2 separate regions of the Triticum aestivum genome follow, and region 2 is linked to region 1. Evidence: chromatin contacts called from public Hi-C data. All regions are on one chromosome and are shown on one strand. Each heading gives the region's core, a stretch centred on a gene start, on an enhancer-like site or on the middle of the called end of the contact. The rest is flanking DNA. Distances are from core to core; before and after follow the strand shown. Region 1 holds the start of LOC123045071. Region 2 holds the start of LOC123045074 (protein HGV2).

The links. A called contact is a pair of places that touch in the nucleus more often than the background predicts.
Region 2: a Hi-C map of leaf shows a contact between it and region 1, with 5 times the contacts expected there. The contact joins the promoter of LOC123045074 here to the promoter of LOC123045071 in region 1. A contact is called at or near these places in 2 of 5 Hi-C or Micro-C datasets (both in leaf).

The regions. Positions count from the first base shown.
Region 1 is chr2B:390,715,371-390,722,516 of IWGSC CS RefSeq v2.1, forward strand. It overlaps LOC123045071, which reads right to left and starts at 3,524. Exons shown (of 2, transcript XM_044467996.1): 1 at 2,369-3,524. The coding sequence starts at 3,467.
Region 2 is chr2B:391,223,066-391,229,690 of IWGSC CS RefSeq v2.1, forward strand. It overlaps LOC123045074 (protein HGV2), which reads right to left and starts at 2,984. Exons shown (of 6, transcript XM_044467997.1): 1 at 2,701-2,984; 2 at 1,459-1,694; 3 at 332-541; 4 at 162-252. The coding sequence starts at 2,921. It overlaps LOC123045075, which reads left to right and starts at 5,238. Exons shown (of 12, transcript XM_044467998.1): 1 at 5,238-5,399; 2 at 5,487-5,564; 3 at 5,666-5,737; 4 at 6,215-6,313. The coding sequence starts at 5,316.

The DNA.
Region 1 (7,146 bases), core at 2,274-4,773:
GTGTTGTCTTGGTTCACCTTTGCTCAATGACGACGCAATGATGCCTCCCCAACCTGCTAATCGTTCTGACCGCCCGTGGCGGATCTTCCAGTCAAGGTTCGTGTTATGGTTTGGCACTCGTTGATTATGGTTGATCCTCTGTTGTGCCGTGGGGCTCGGTACGCACGCTGGTGCCGTGCGTTAGGTTGTTTGCAGAGTCTTGGTATTGTGATCCCTCGACAGAACCCCACATCTACTTGTGTCTCTCATGGTGTTGGTCTTTCTGCCTGCTAGCTAGGTCATGCCCTCTCCTGGGTGGCACTTTTTCCTCATCTTCTGTAACCTTATTACCTGTATGGTTTTCGGCCCGGTTTCCCTCATAAACGGGGTCAACTTGTTTAGGTTTTTGATCCGGTTTCCCTTATAAACTGGATCAGCCAAAGCTTAAGGGGTGACTCTTGGCTTTGGCAGCTTTTTGAGCAATATATTCAGGTGGGGATCCTCTCCCCCCGTGACCGTTCAAAAAAACAAATGTAAGATGTTCTGACTTTTTTATGCATCGTAAATAGACATGTTTTAGTGTGTTTGTTCAATCATTTCAGTCCATATGTAGTCCATACCGAAATATCCAAAACATCTTGTATTTGTGAACGGATGGAGTACTTTGCTACTGACGTTCTTATGAACCTAATATGCCCGCAAGACCTCTGAAAAAGAAAACTTGTTCACCATCACAGTTCTGCTGAAAGTTAAGTTTCAAAAGCCTCTAGGGAATTGCTGAGGAAGATGTCCAACATCTAGCCAACTATCGATCCAAAAACTAATGTACAGCAGTAAGCTGCAAGATTTGTTTAACCTTAATTAATACTCCCTCCGTCCGGAAATACTTGTCGGCGAAATGGATGTATCTAGATGTATTTTAGTTCTAGATACATCCATTTTTATGCATTTCTGCGACAAGTATTTCCGGACGGAGGGAGTACATAGACAGCAGTACAGCACACTATTCTTGAGATATTTTCTCAACAAACTCAAAATTACAACAACAGCGACAAAGCCTTTAGTCCCAAACTCAACATTAGACCCTCTTTATTTAGTAAATTGCATAACCATTTCCGGAAAGACAAATGTCTCTATGGTCTGCAAACTACTGGCCAACTGATCAAATGATATTTCTAACATTATTATGCTCATACCACAACAACTTAACCCTCAACTCTGAAGTAATCCAGGCCAAAGTGAGGCAGGGGCAGAGAGCTAACCGTCTTGGGCCCCTGGTCTGGAGGGGCCTCATCTTGCATGTTTGCAAAGGTGTGAATGGCTCATATTACTTAAGCGCTGGGATGCATGCATGGCAATGGCATCATTACCTGCCCTAGTAAATAATCTCCAAGCTAAAATCATGAAAGCAATACTGCAGTAGCACTGTCGTCTAGTTTGTGGTGTGTGCCGGCTCTTGAGCCTTTGACCCTGATGGATTTGTGTCGAACCTCGCTTATGTTTTCCCCTTTATTTGTGTTGAACCATTGTTGTAAACGCTAAAAGGGCTTCAGTTCGCTAAAGCCGGCAAGTGCCTCTTTTCTAAAAAAAATGTTACATAGTCACTGTATTCAATTTAATACTTGGTGGTACTAATTTACCATGTTTTGGTTGTTTACTCCATAACATGTTATTTCTACTAGCTCGTTATTAGTGTAGTATATTTTTTTAAGTAGTTATTAGTGTCGTAGATGAATAGTTTTGTTGGACAATGCTCTTGCATGTGTGCATACTTGTGTAAACCAAGCCCGGTTATCTTTTAGTTAGTGTTGTGTCGACTAGTTTGTTGTATTAACTTTTTCAAAAAAAGCTTATTTTGTCGCCTTTGATTTGCAATGTTAAAGAAATTTTCTCTGTTGCCACATCCTTGGGTCGCCATGCCATCAGTTTCACTTCAGACCGCCCCTGTTGTAGCATGATGTGTTACACCAGCAATGATAACATTGACCGTGGCGCCTTTATTTAAATGGCAACAATGGGCAGAGTTTGTTAAGTCATGGCTGCAAGAATAGCTGATCATGTAATATTGCTTTGCTTTGCTTGTTTGGATTACATATAGATATGCAGTTTTCCTATTTTGTGGCTTATCTCAAGCCTTTTGTTCATAACATTTTTTTTTGAGATATAAAAATTGCAGTGCCATCAAAAAGAAAATAAGGAGACAGAGCAATAGAGCACATCAACACAATATATGTATCGACGATTGCCTAGGTAAATCTTACAAATTGCAAACTCAGTTCTATATATATTCCATTATGACTGAATGTCCACAAACTTTTTTTATTTTTATTTGCGGGGGAATGTCCACAAAGTTCAATCGTATAGAACTTGGTAAGGTTGAGGATAGTACCTGGAGTACAGAAGCTCATGTAAGGAAAGACATTGAACAATCCCTTCTCGCACACCTTGGTCACTTGCTCCGACTTGAGCTCGATCATGAAGACACCAGCATGCGTGCTGACGAAAATGACATCGGAAGCGCGGCCCTTGGCAAAGGCGGACAGCAGACACAGTGAGTGCCTTGGGTCGCCAATGGAGAGCATATCGAGCTTGATGACCCCACTTTTTTTCCACCGCGCGGCTCTGCCAGGACCCGTCTTCAGCACCCACAGGTAGAGGGTGAACATGTTAAGGACAGCGAGCCCAAGTCCACCATTTTCCACTGGCATGATGACAACGCCACCCCCATCCTGGTTATCCCCACCCTCGTAAACGTCCATGGCATCGATCACTGATAGGCCCCGATCGCCGGCCAAGTTGTAGCGCAGGATCAGGCTGCCGGTCCCACAGGTGAAGTAGAGAGCGTCTCCCACCATGACGGGGGGCATCGAGTCGACATAGGAATCGAGCTCATAACCGAACTCAACATAGGACGGCGAGCTCCACACACCGGTCTCTGAAGAGTAGAGGCAGGCGCGCGCGCCGTCGTCGTCGGGGTCCGTGCCGACGAAGGCCACCAGGAAAGGACCCCCATGGCAGTCAAAGTGGTCGCAGCCGGGCGTGGCGCAGAACACCCCCGCGTTGTAGCAACTCCCCCGGATGGCGGGGTGGCGCACGCGCTGCTTCTCGTTGGTCATGGGGTCCCAGAGGGTAAAGGAATCCGGGAAGCTGCGGTCGCTCAGGAGGACGCGGCCATGGCGGCAATCGAAGGCGAAGCTTTTGCCGGAGTCGGGAGGGCGGAATGCCGTAGTGGGGACGAAGCGGGCTAGGCCGGACAGGTTACGAAAGAATCCCAGCACGGGAAGTGCTTGATGGAATTCGCGGTAGCGGCGGCGGAAGGCGCGGCCGGAGAGGAGGTTGCCCCAGAGCTTGCAGACGAGGGAGGCGCGGAAGAGATACTCCGGCTCGTCAGGCGGCAGTCGGAGGAGGATCTCGACGATGAGGTCATCGGGCAGCGCCGGCAGCGAGTCATGGCTCGGCTGCGGCTGCGGCTGCGGCGGCGGAGTCATGGTGCGGTGCGGTGCGGGCTTGGGGCTTTGGTTGGGGATTGGGATTGGTATAAATGATGTACACCGGCCCACCGAACGGCCTAATCTCGCGCGGTGACACGCGTGCGTGACACGCACCGCAGCCCCACGCACCGCTTTTGGCTGGGGTCAAACCTTGTCTTTCCACCGCGATTTCTCCACCACTCGTTCCTTCTCTTCTCCTCTAGACCCCAGCCGGTGCTCTCCTTTCTCTCTTTTTTTTCAGATCTTTCTTCACGTACCCACCACCGCCTGCCGACGCTAGTTTGAGTATTTTTATCTAAAATAATACAAGCATCAGGATTTAAACCTCGTGAACTGAGGATACTCATTCAATTACAAATTGATTCGCGCTATTTGAAGAAATTGGTAGATTAAGTTGCCTATAAATTAATCACGAGAAAACAAATACAAAGGTTCTTACAAAGAAAATGAGAATAATTAAGCAGGCTTAGTTTTGGAGAATTCTGAGTGTCACTAAGGGCATCTTCAAGCCGGATCCGTAAACCGCTTGTACCCGTCCGGACCGCGGAAGTCATCTAAATCGGGTCCGCATCGGTCCGCGGGGCGGTTCAGACGTGTTTTCTCCCGTAAATTGGAGACAAGGTGGGGGAACTTTACACGAGTCCGGACAGCAGACATGTAGGACTCTGACACCCCCGGCCCACCCAATCCCCCTTCCCGATCCTATTGTCTTCCACTCCGCTCCTTCTCCCCCTTACTTTGCATCCACACCCTCCACCTCTGCCGCCGTTGTTGTACGTCACCAGCCGCCACAGAGGCATTGTTGGACGTCCACAAGTCGCACCGACGGGCCTTCTCGCCTTTACAACAGAGTTGTCCACCCTGTAACCTTTTGTACCTAGGTACACTCCGCCCCCTGTTGACGACCTCCATGGCGGACACCATGCCCGGCAAGTCTTCGGTCAAATGTCATTGACCTTATTTTCAAATGTTATGTCGTTTTTTAGAGTATGAAGGATGGTGAGCTACTCGATCATGGAGGACGAGTTGTTGTGAGATGCGTGATTGGACGTATCCGCGAATTTCGTAGGCATGAGCAAAGGAGAGGCCTTCTGGTAGCAAGTGCATGAAATGTTTCACGCACGAAAGCACGTTGCACCCTACGACGTGTAGATCATTCAACATTGCAACGTGAGGTCGTTGTCGTACTACTGACACACTATCCAGACTAGCGTCACCAAGTTTTGCGACGTGGTTTGTCAACAAAGAGTGGAGCCTGAGGTTTTCCAAGATCTTGAGAAGCCTTTTACATAGGAGGAAATTGATGATGTGGTAAAAAAACCTTCCTATAGACAAATCTCCAGGCATTGATGGATTTTAAAATGAGTTCATTAAAGCTTGTTGGGACATCATTAAAATGGATATCACTGAGCTTATCATGGCTTTTCATGCTGGTAATGTAAATCTTGAAAGCATCAACACATCCTTCATTACCCTGATCCCAAAAAAGGAAGTGCCAGTTTCCCCTAATGACTTCAGACCGATTTCTTTGCTAAATGGAGTTCTTAAGATAATTACCAAGTTGTTGGCCAATAGATTGCAAAGAGTTATTCTTCAAATGGTACACATTAACCAATATGGATTCCTCAAGAACAGAGTGATCCAGGACTGTCTTGGTTGGGCATATGAATATATCCATCGATGTCACAAATCAAAAGAACAGATGCTAGTAATTAAACTGGATTTTGAGAAAGCTTTTGACACTATTGAGCATCAAGCTATTATTGATATACTCATAGCAAAGGGATTTGGAGAAAGGTAGACTTCCTGGATGCAATTACTTTTCACATCAGCCTCATCAGCTGTGATGTTGAATGGAGTTCCTCACAAAAAAATTCTATTGTAGAAGAAGAGTTAGACAGGGTGATCCACTGTCTTCATTAATTTTTGTATTGGTTGCTGATCTGCTACAATCAATACTTAATAAGGCCATGAGACTGGGTCTTATTACTTCACCACTTCAAGTCAACTCTTTTCTAGATTTTCCAGTAGTGTAGTATGCAGATGATACCCTGGTTCTCATGCAAGCAAACGCAAGATAGCTGATATACCTCAAAGCTCTATTAAACACATTTGCCTAGCAAACTGGTGTCATTGCTCTAGCTAAGGAACCAAGGTTTCACAAGAGGACCAGCCACATAAAGCGACGCTTCAACTCCATCCATGATGCAGTCAAAGAGGAGGACATAAACATTTGCAAAGTACATACGGATCTGAATGTTGCAGATCCGTTAACTAAACCTCTTCCATGGACAAAACATGACCACCACCAGAACTCTATGGGTGTTAGGTTCATTACCATCTAATACTAGATTGTTGACTAGTGCAAGTGGGAGACTGTTGGAAAGATGCCCTAGAGGCAATAATAAAGTTGTTATTTTTTTACTATAAACAGTAGGATAAAACCCTACTACAACTTTTATTAATTAAGAAATAGAGAACAAAAAAACCTGTTTGATAGGCTTGAGGTAAGCCCAAAAACAAAATACAAAAGAAGAAGGAAAGAAAATAAAAGAAAAAGAAAAAAAGAAAGAAAACTTAAAAAGCTAAGAAAAAACTAACAAGCAAAAAGAACTAATAAAGCTATAAACAAAATCTATACTACTACTAAAGAAGCAATTACAACAATGCCTCCAACCAAGCAGGGAACTGAAAGACATGTTTTCTCTTCATCCTGTATTTTAGCAGCTTGAGCTCCTCCTCAAAAATGAATTTCCAGCCCTGAAATGAGGGAGTTATATTCTCAAATATCTTATTATTCATGGATATCCAAATAGTCCATGGCCCTAGAATGATAATCTCCATAAAAAGGGGGTAATTGAGCTTGTCTTTTAGGTCTTGATATGCTTCTAACACTGACAAATTATGTGTTCTTATTGGACAGATGAAATCCCATCACTGAATGGCAGGGCATCCCCAAAAGAGATGTTGTAGTGTTTCTTCCTGCTGACAATCCCTCACTGCATAGTTGTATGCTTCAAGTTCAAAGCTTTTTCTTCTTAACATGTTCCTTGTGTTAACTCTATCATGTAACAACATCCAAAAGAACACTTTGTGTTTGGGCTAACAGGAGCTCCTCCAGATCAAGTTGAAGTGTGGTGGTGTTTGTTTGTGTCCAATCAGTACATTGTAGGCTTTAATGGAAGAGTAGAATTCATTTCCCCATATATAGTTCCATGTGTCCATCAAGTCCAAGTAATCAGACTGTCTTAATGTAATGCATATATTTTCCATTTCCAAGAATTCCTCATATGCTTGTGTTGTCAGTGGTAGATAGAAGAGGTCTTGAAGATATTCAGTGTTGATTACTTGATGGACATTTAAGTGTGGATTTCTAACAAAGGTATGAAGGTGATGGAACTTGTGTTTAAGGACAAATTGGTGCCACATGTCATCCCAGAACAAGGCACTTTTACCATCCCCCACATCATCTGGCTATGGCTTTGAAATGATCTACGAGTGCTAAGTTTGATCTCCACCAGAAAGAGCCCACCTTATGATCTCCTGGAAGTTTCCCATTACTATAATATGTCTCCCAAATTAGGTTATCCCATGGTATGCCATGCCTATTGAAGAACTTATGAAGGTTTTTCATGAGCAAAGTATTGTTTTATGTGTAGATATCAATGACTCCCAA
Region 2 (6,625 bases), core at 1,734-4,233, 510 kb after region 1:
GTAGAATTACCCACATCATCCATGGATAAGAAAATAATAAAGATAACTTCAGCCACATAAATCTTCAGCTAATAAAATACGCACCAGTAAAACCAAGTATGCCGCTGCATCATACCACTACATGGCAGACAATGACATTATTATTACCACAAGGAGGATACAGTTCAACAATTCGACGATGGTCAGGCTCAACCAAATGCTCCAAGATGGCCAAAGCTTTGAAGTAGTCACCAAGTGAGTTGTCTATGTCCTCTGCAAACAAATGTAGGGCCATGAGTATCAAGACCACACACTAGTTTACTGCAGGAGTAACTAAGATAACAGAGATTACCTCTTTCCATGGAGACTTCAGCTAGAGCAGAAAAGATTTTCACTTTCTCCATAGTGTTGTCTGGATTCTTCTCCACTATTGCCCTTGCAATATCTAACATTTTCCAGGCTAGATCCAAGTCAGAATCATCTTCTTCTCCCCCCATCTCATCACCATCCTTGTCACTCTCACCATCTACATCCTCCTGATCTTTCTCATTTGAGTTTTCACCTAATTAATGACTATGTCAGTGTTTACCACGGTAGGAAGAAGAGCAAGAAGCAATATAGCTAAAGTAATGATATACATTCATACATAGAACCAATCAGCATAATGTGATCATTTTTTATCAATATATATAGTCATGAGCAAATAACCAGAATTCTCATGGAAATGTGAGACAGCGATTATTCACATTTTGCAAAACTTACATAGCACAACTGCAGAAGTAGGGGAACTTGCAAGAACCATGAGATAAGCACGGAGGTCAACCCACTTCAAATATGGAACCCAAACAGAGGAAGGACTAAGGAGGAAGGGCCAAAGGCGGTTTACAAAGCATAAAACCAAGGCCTTGCAAAGTGCACAATTTTAGACGGCTAACTGCAACACATTCAAAGTTTCATGTACCCATATCTGTCTAATTTGGCATTGTCATCCATGTGTATGGACAACAATGGCAGGCATAAAATATTTAAAGCTGGAAGGAAAATATCTGACAAAAGGAGAAGGCAGGCAGACAACCACACAACATATTGTTGATCCATAACAAGCTTTTGAATGAGCAATCAAAGCATACATTTTACTACCTCTGAAATCATCTGCTAGCTATAGCATAAACTTGTTTTAGACGTTTAATCAATTAACAAAATCACTTTGATGAAGTGGATGAGAAGTTGAGAACTCAAGAAATAACTATGAACACTACATACCTCCAAATAAGACTCAGCATTTTGCAGCACATGAGCACATTACTGATTAACATCTAATTGTGGATAGCCTCCAGTCGGTACAACGAGAGGAATATAAAGAAGTCTTAAATCATAATGACCATAATGTTACTAATATAATAATATGTCCAGATTAATGTCCGTCTTCTGGTCTATAACTGCATCTGAATCTACTTGGGCAAAGGAATAACAACACACCTTCTTCAACACCACCTTTGTCTGAAGATGGATCATCATCTTCGATGTTGCTACTGGATGCCTTTGAGTTTCCACTATCTTTATTGGTTGTGCTCTTCTCTGGTTCTTCATCTGGTGCACTCTTTGGAACATTACCCAAAGGATCGGTCTCCTCCTGTGATTTGTATAGCAAGGCACATCCATATTTATAATACGTGCTAGCACACTCTGAAGCAAGTTCTCCATAACGTTCAACCCTGGTGACAAGACAACAAAGCCGTACATTTTTTCAGTGTATCATTGTACAGGTATTAAGGGTACAGCATAAGAACATGAACGGTAACGTGATCTGAGATGAAACAGACTAACCAGAGCTAACCACCACAATGGTTCCATCAACCATTTTAATGACACAAAGTGCTAATTATGCTCTCTATTGACTGTCTTTTATAAAAAGTTCACAACTGATTGGCGCTTGCACAGCCTATGAAGTACAATTCTGAAGTAGGATGAATAAACTATATAACAGTAAATATTTGTAACTAACCAGTACTGAAGAGGCATGTACACATTTCTCAAATAAGATAGCACCTAAGCATCAATTAATTACACTTAGATTTAATGCTCATCCTAGTATACACATCAAGCACCAATTGCCAACATAACCTCACAGTCAAGGGGCCTCAGGCCAAAGCAAAGCAACCAACAGGACAAACCACATATAAAACACTGCAAGTACAAGCTGAATCTAAACACATCTAATCAGTTTCCAGTAGGTGAATGTTCTCGCAAGCTGCTAACTATGTGCAATTTTGCTTGTTTGCAATGACTAATAGTGCCGGTCAGAAGCACTAGCAGGTACTAGAGAGGCATATAGACATTCCTATGGATAATACCTATTCCCGAAGATGTTCTCATCACAACTCACACATGGCACATCACAACAAACTGGGAAAATCCATATAATTGCTGCCAAATAAGAGTAGGCTCATTGGACCGAATAATCATCTCTCACATCGCATTGCGCTCCCCGCTGAACACATAAATGTAAATACCACAACTGGTGACCACCTTCCTGTAGAATCTCTTAAACCCTGGTAAAACCACCCACCAAACTACATAAACCAAAAGCTCGACAGACCTACCGCCGAAGTAACTAGCCCAGAAGAGCAATGAACTAAATAGACATTAAGCACATGATACATCCATGGGGGAATTTCCGCCGGGCTAGGAGTCGGATCGGTGGGTGGGAGGAACCCTAACCTGATCTCGAGGGCGCGGCTGAGGCAGTCGACGGCGACTACGAAGTCCCCCTCCTCGATGGCTTTGGACCCCTTGTCAAACAGCTCCTCCGCCCGCTCTAGGGTTTTCTCCTCTCCCCCCTCTTTCTCCTCACCGCCCGCCTCCTCCTCGCTAGGGTTCGGGAGCGGTGGGTCCTGGCGCTCGTCTACCGGCGCCACGAAGTTCTCGGAGGACGAGTCCATGGGCAGCGGCGGCGCGGGGCGCGGGGGGGGGGGGGGGGGGGGGGGGTGGTTGTATCGTTCCCTGTCGGCGGCGGAAGCTGCGGGTGGTGAGGAGGGAGGGAGCGGGAGAAGGGGCAATGAAATGGGGAATGTTTCGGGGAGACGCAGCGCCAATTCTGGGTGACGTGAGGGATCCGCCGGGGGGCTGGGGGGGTTAGCTTTTCGGAGTCTGGGCTCATTTGGTCTTGCAAAACTGGGCTTTTAGGGCCCAGAGTGTAAACGTATGTGCTAAAAAGATGCAAAGTTAATTTTTCTACTACTCCTCCCGTTGTTACAAGTGACACGTCGCATGTGCGCCATTTTCATAATTAGAGAATTTTGATGAAATTTCTTCCCTCACAAAAAAAGATATGGTGAGTTTATTTAGGACATGTACAGTGCGCACACGTTGGCTTGGGGGGGGGGGCACTTATTATTGGTCGGGCGAGGCCCATGTAAGCGAGTGCTCGCTGGCGCGGGAGGTACGCCAAGGTAAACGCGAGCCACCTTTAGCGCTCACTGAAGGCGATATAAAGCACTGCTCGTCAATCTCTTTACTTCATATTTGCATGGATTAAATAACACACATGGCTCATGAACTGCTCCATCCCACCCACAACCGAAAACAACCCATCTACCAATGTCACACACGCAACCTTTCGTTGCTTCATGCCCCGTTGGGCCCCACTAGCACAAATGCATAAGAAGCAAACGAAGCTTTCGTGAAAGAAATTGATAAAACAACTAAGCATTTACGCTTGCCTTTAGTTCCCTTGCTATGTTTGAAGTCGCTCGATTTACTTCATCCCATCACAGTGTAAACGTTCGATTAAAATTTGACATATTGATGTCAGCCTCAAACCTCCTACTTCTTGAGTTACACTAGTCTTTTTCGGTGGAAATTCGGGATTTCGAATATGTGAGATACCTTCTTCCGACAACAGCATCATAAGGCGAATATGAATCTGCGAGAATAAAGCTCCTCGTTTCTTATGTTTCAACATGTTGTTTCTTTAGCCTAAAATGGTATGTTGTTTTCTTAGGATGTGTTATTGTTCAAAATTTCAGACAAGTCATGGCATGACAAGGATTTAGTGCTTCACACCTTCAGCTGGATTTGTTGTACAAGCATCCGACAAGTTTGGGTAGGTAACCTACCCATATGTTAACTGAATATGGTTTTTTGCTTACTCAATAGTGTCGTGAATGTGGAAGCTTAAACACCCTTGAATAAAAGAAAAGAGTTCTGCATTATAGGGCACTGCCGCACTAGTGCTTTGTTTATGTATGAGATCATGTTTGCAATGAGAGACAGACGATACTTTTGAACCAACAAATATCAACTCTAGGATGATCTGTGTGATAGTTCTTCTGTGTACATGCACTCCTTTTGATGATTATGTGCGAAAAATTCTCCATTGAGTATTCAAAACTATTGAGTTTAATTGGTTATCTAGATTGATGCCTTGTGAAACACAATTGTAATGACTCACAAGTCACATCCCACCTTCCTTTGCACTGGATCACATCTTTATAGGGCATGCTTTATAATTTTACAGATGTGGCATTTCGAATCCAAAATACTTTTATTTTTTATTAAGCACGAACTTTTACATCAGCAAGTTCCAAGCTTACATTTTTCTGTCAATTGATTAGTTATTTTTTTTGCATTTGTTTTCTTTGATGCTCAATCCATTTTTCTAATATGTAGCATTTTTCTTTGTTACTGATGAACCACCTACGACAACGCGTGGGCACCAACTAGTTTCAGTAATATGTAAATCCAGTGTTGTTGCTTATGTTATATATATGGAGTGAGTATAGACGAAGAACCTGAATGATGCACTTAGCAAGATTTCATATAACTTATTAAAAAACTCTAGAATAATAAAATTTACAATTCAAATGACTTATTTGTAGATGTTCTTATGAGAATACTAGAAATAGGAATCTCTATTCCATTAAGAAGAGAATTTGTAGACCATGTCCTCATGGGATAATAGCAAAAGAATGATATTAGTAAAAAAAAAGTGCACAATAATTAGAAAAATGTAGTGTATCCATTTCAATCAGTTTGCAAATTAGGATAAATGAAGAGTGGATATGGTAATGATATAGTCGTAGTTGTAATCTGTCATTTTTCTAGAGTGGCCTGTTTTGTGCCTACGGGTTCAATTATCCTATGGCATTTTCTCGCGAAAAAAAGTCCTATAACATTGTTGTATCCAAAAAAACTGGCCCACAAAGCAGGTTTGATTTAGAAGGAAAAAAAAACGCTATTCTCCTCAAAGCGGTAGACTGACCTAGGATTTCAGCTGGTGGAGACGGTATCCCCCTATCGAAGCCATCGATTCGAATCAGACCCACGGCGAGGAAATGGCACAACGGCCGCGGTGGCAGGAGAGGCAGCAGCTCGCGCGCCTCTGCGACCTCGTCGCCGACTCCCTCCTTCCCCACCTCGTAAGCAACGCCGGGCGCTCGTATCTGGTAACCGCGGCCTCCCAGCTAGCCTCTCACGCCGCTTGCTCTGTCCTCCCTCCTCTGCAGGAACCCGAACCGCTGGCGACGCGGCGGCCGCAGCTCACGCGGGAGGAAGAGCGGCGCATACTCGTCGCGCTCTCCCGGGTAATCCTCTAGCTTCGATTCGATGATTTGATTTACTGCTGCTTTACGTTTTCCGCTCCCGTCTTCCCATGATTGTTTTGAGGATTTTTGTTTGGTATTAGGTAAACAAGGCAATTCGAGGATGGGACGACGACGAGGTGGATGATGGGGAGCAAGGGCGCGCATGGGATCAGGTATTGCTTCAGACTTCAGTTGCTTAGTTTTTGGTCCCTTTTGACTGTTTATCTCTCTACTACAGTAGTTCTTAGTTGGATTTCCCTGAGCCATTCATCGGTCGCTCTGATGTTTGGTTTTAGGGTTTACCGGATTAGAATTAACGCACCAAACTTGCAAGTAACCAGTAGCACATAAATGTAGTCCGTATTGTAAGATGTCTCGTGTAGCAGCTCGAGTGTGCCAATCATGCGACCAACAGAGTGAGTTTCAGTCAGTAATTAGAATAGAAAACTGAGCTACACATGCTTTCCTTGAAACCTACAGGTCTTGTATATTTTTATTGAGATATTCTGTACCATACTTAATTTTTGCCTTGTATCTTATTCTTATATTTTGTTGAATTCAAACTCATGCACATTTGTATCTATACTTTAGTAAAATGTTATTAAGAGATAATTCATATTTACCTGTTTCATCCCCTTGCCTTTTTGGAGATTGTTTCGTGTTCGGAAGAAGCTCACAGTTGCTGTTTGCCACCTGACTACCATTTTGATGATGGGTTTAGCTGCCTGACCAATATTATCTCCATAGTGGTAAGAACTTCTCATGTGATGTCCTCCATGTTTCATGTTCTCCCCCCACCCCCCACCCCCCCCTGCCAAGCTGCTGCAGACCCGGACACCTGCCCTCATGCACAAGCACCATACTTTAGCCATCAAGGTTTTTTGGCAGCAGTACCTTTTTGAAAGTTATTTTTCTATCAGGCATCACAAACTAATAACACTCATGCTGTGTTTCTTTTCTAATAATAGAACTTGGCTACATTTTATTTTGCAACCTCTTGCTTTGACATTTTTTAGTAATTACTTTTGACATGAGGAGAAGAGCAAGGGTGAAGCTCACAG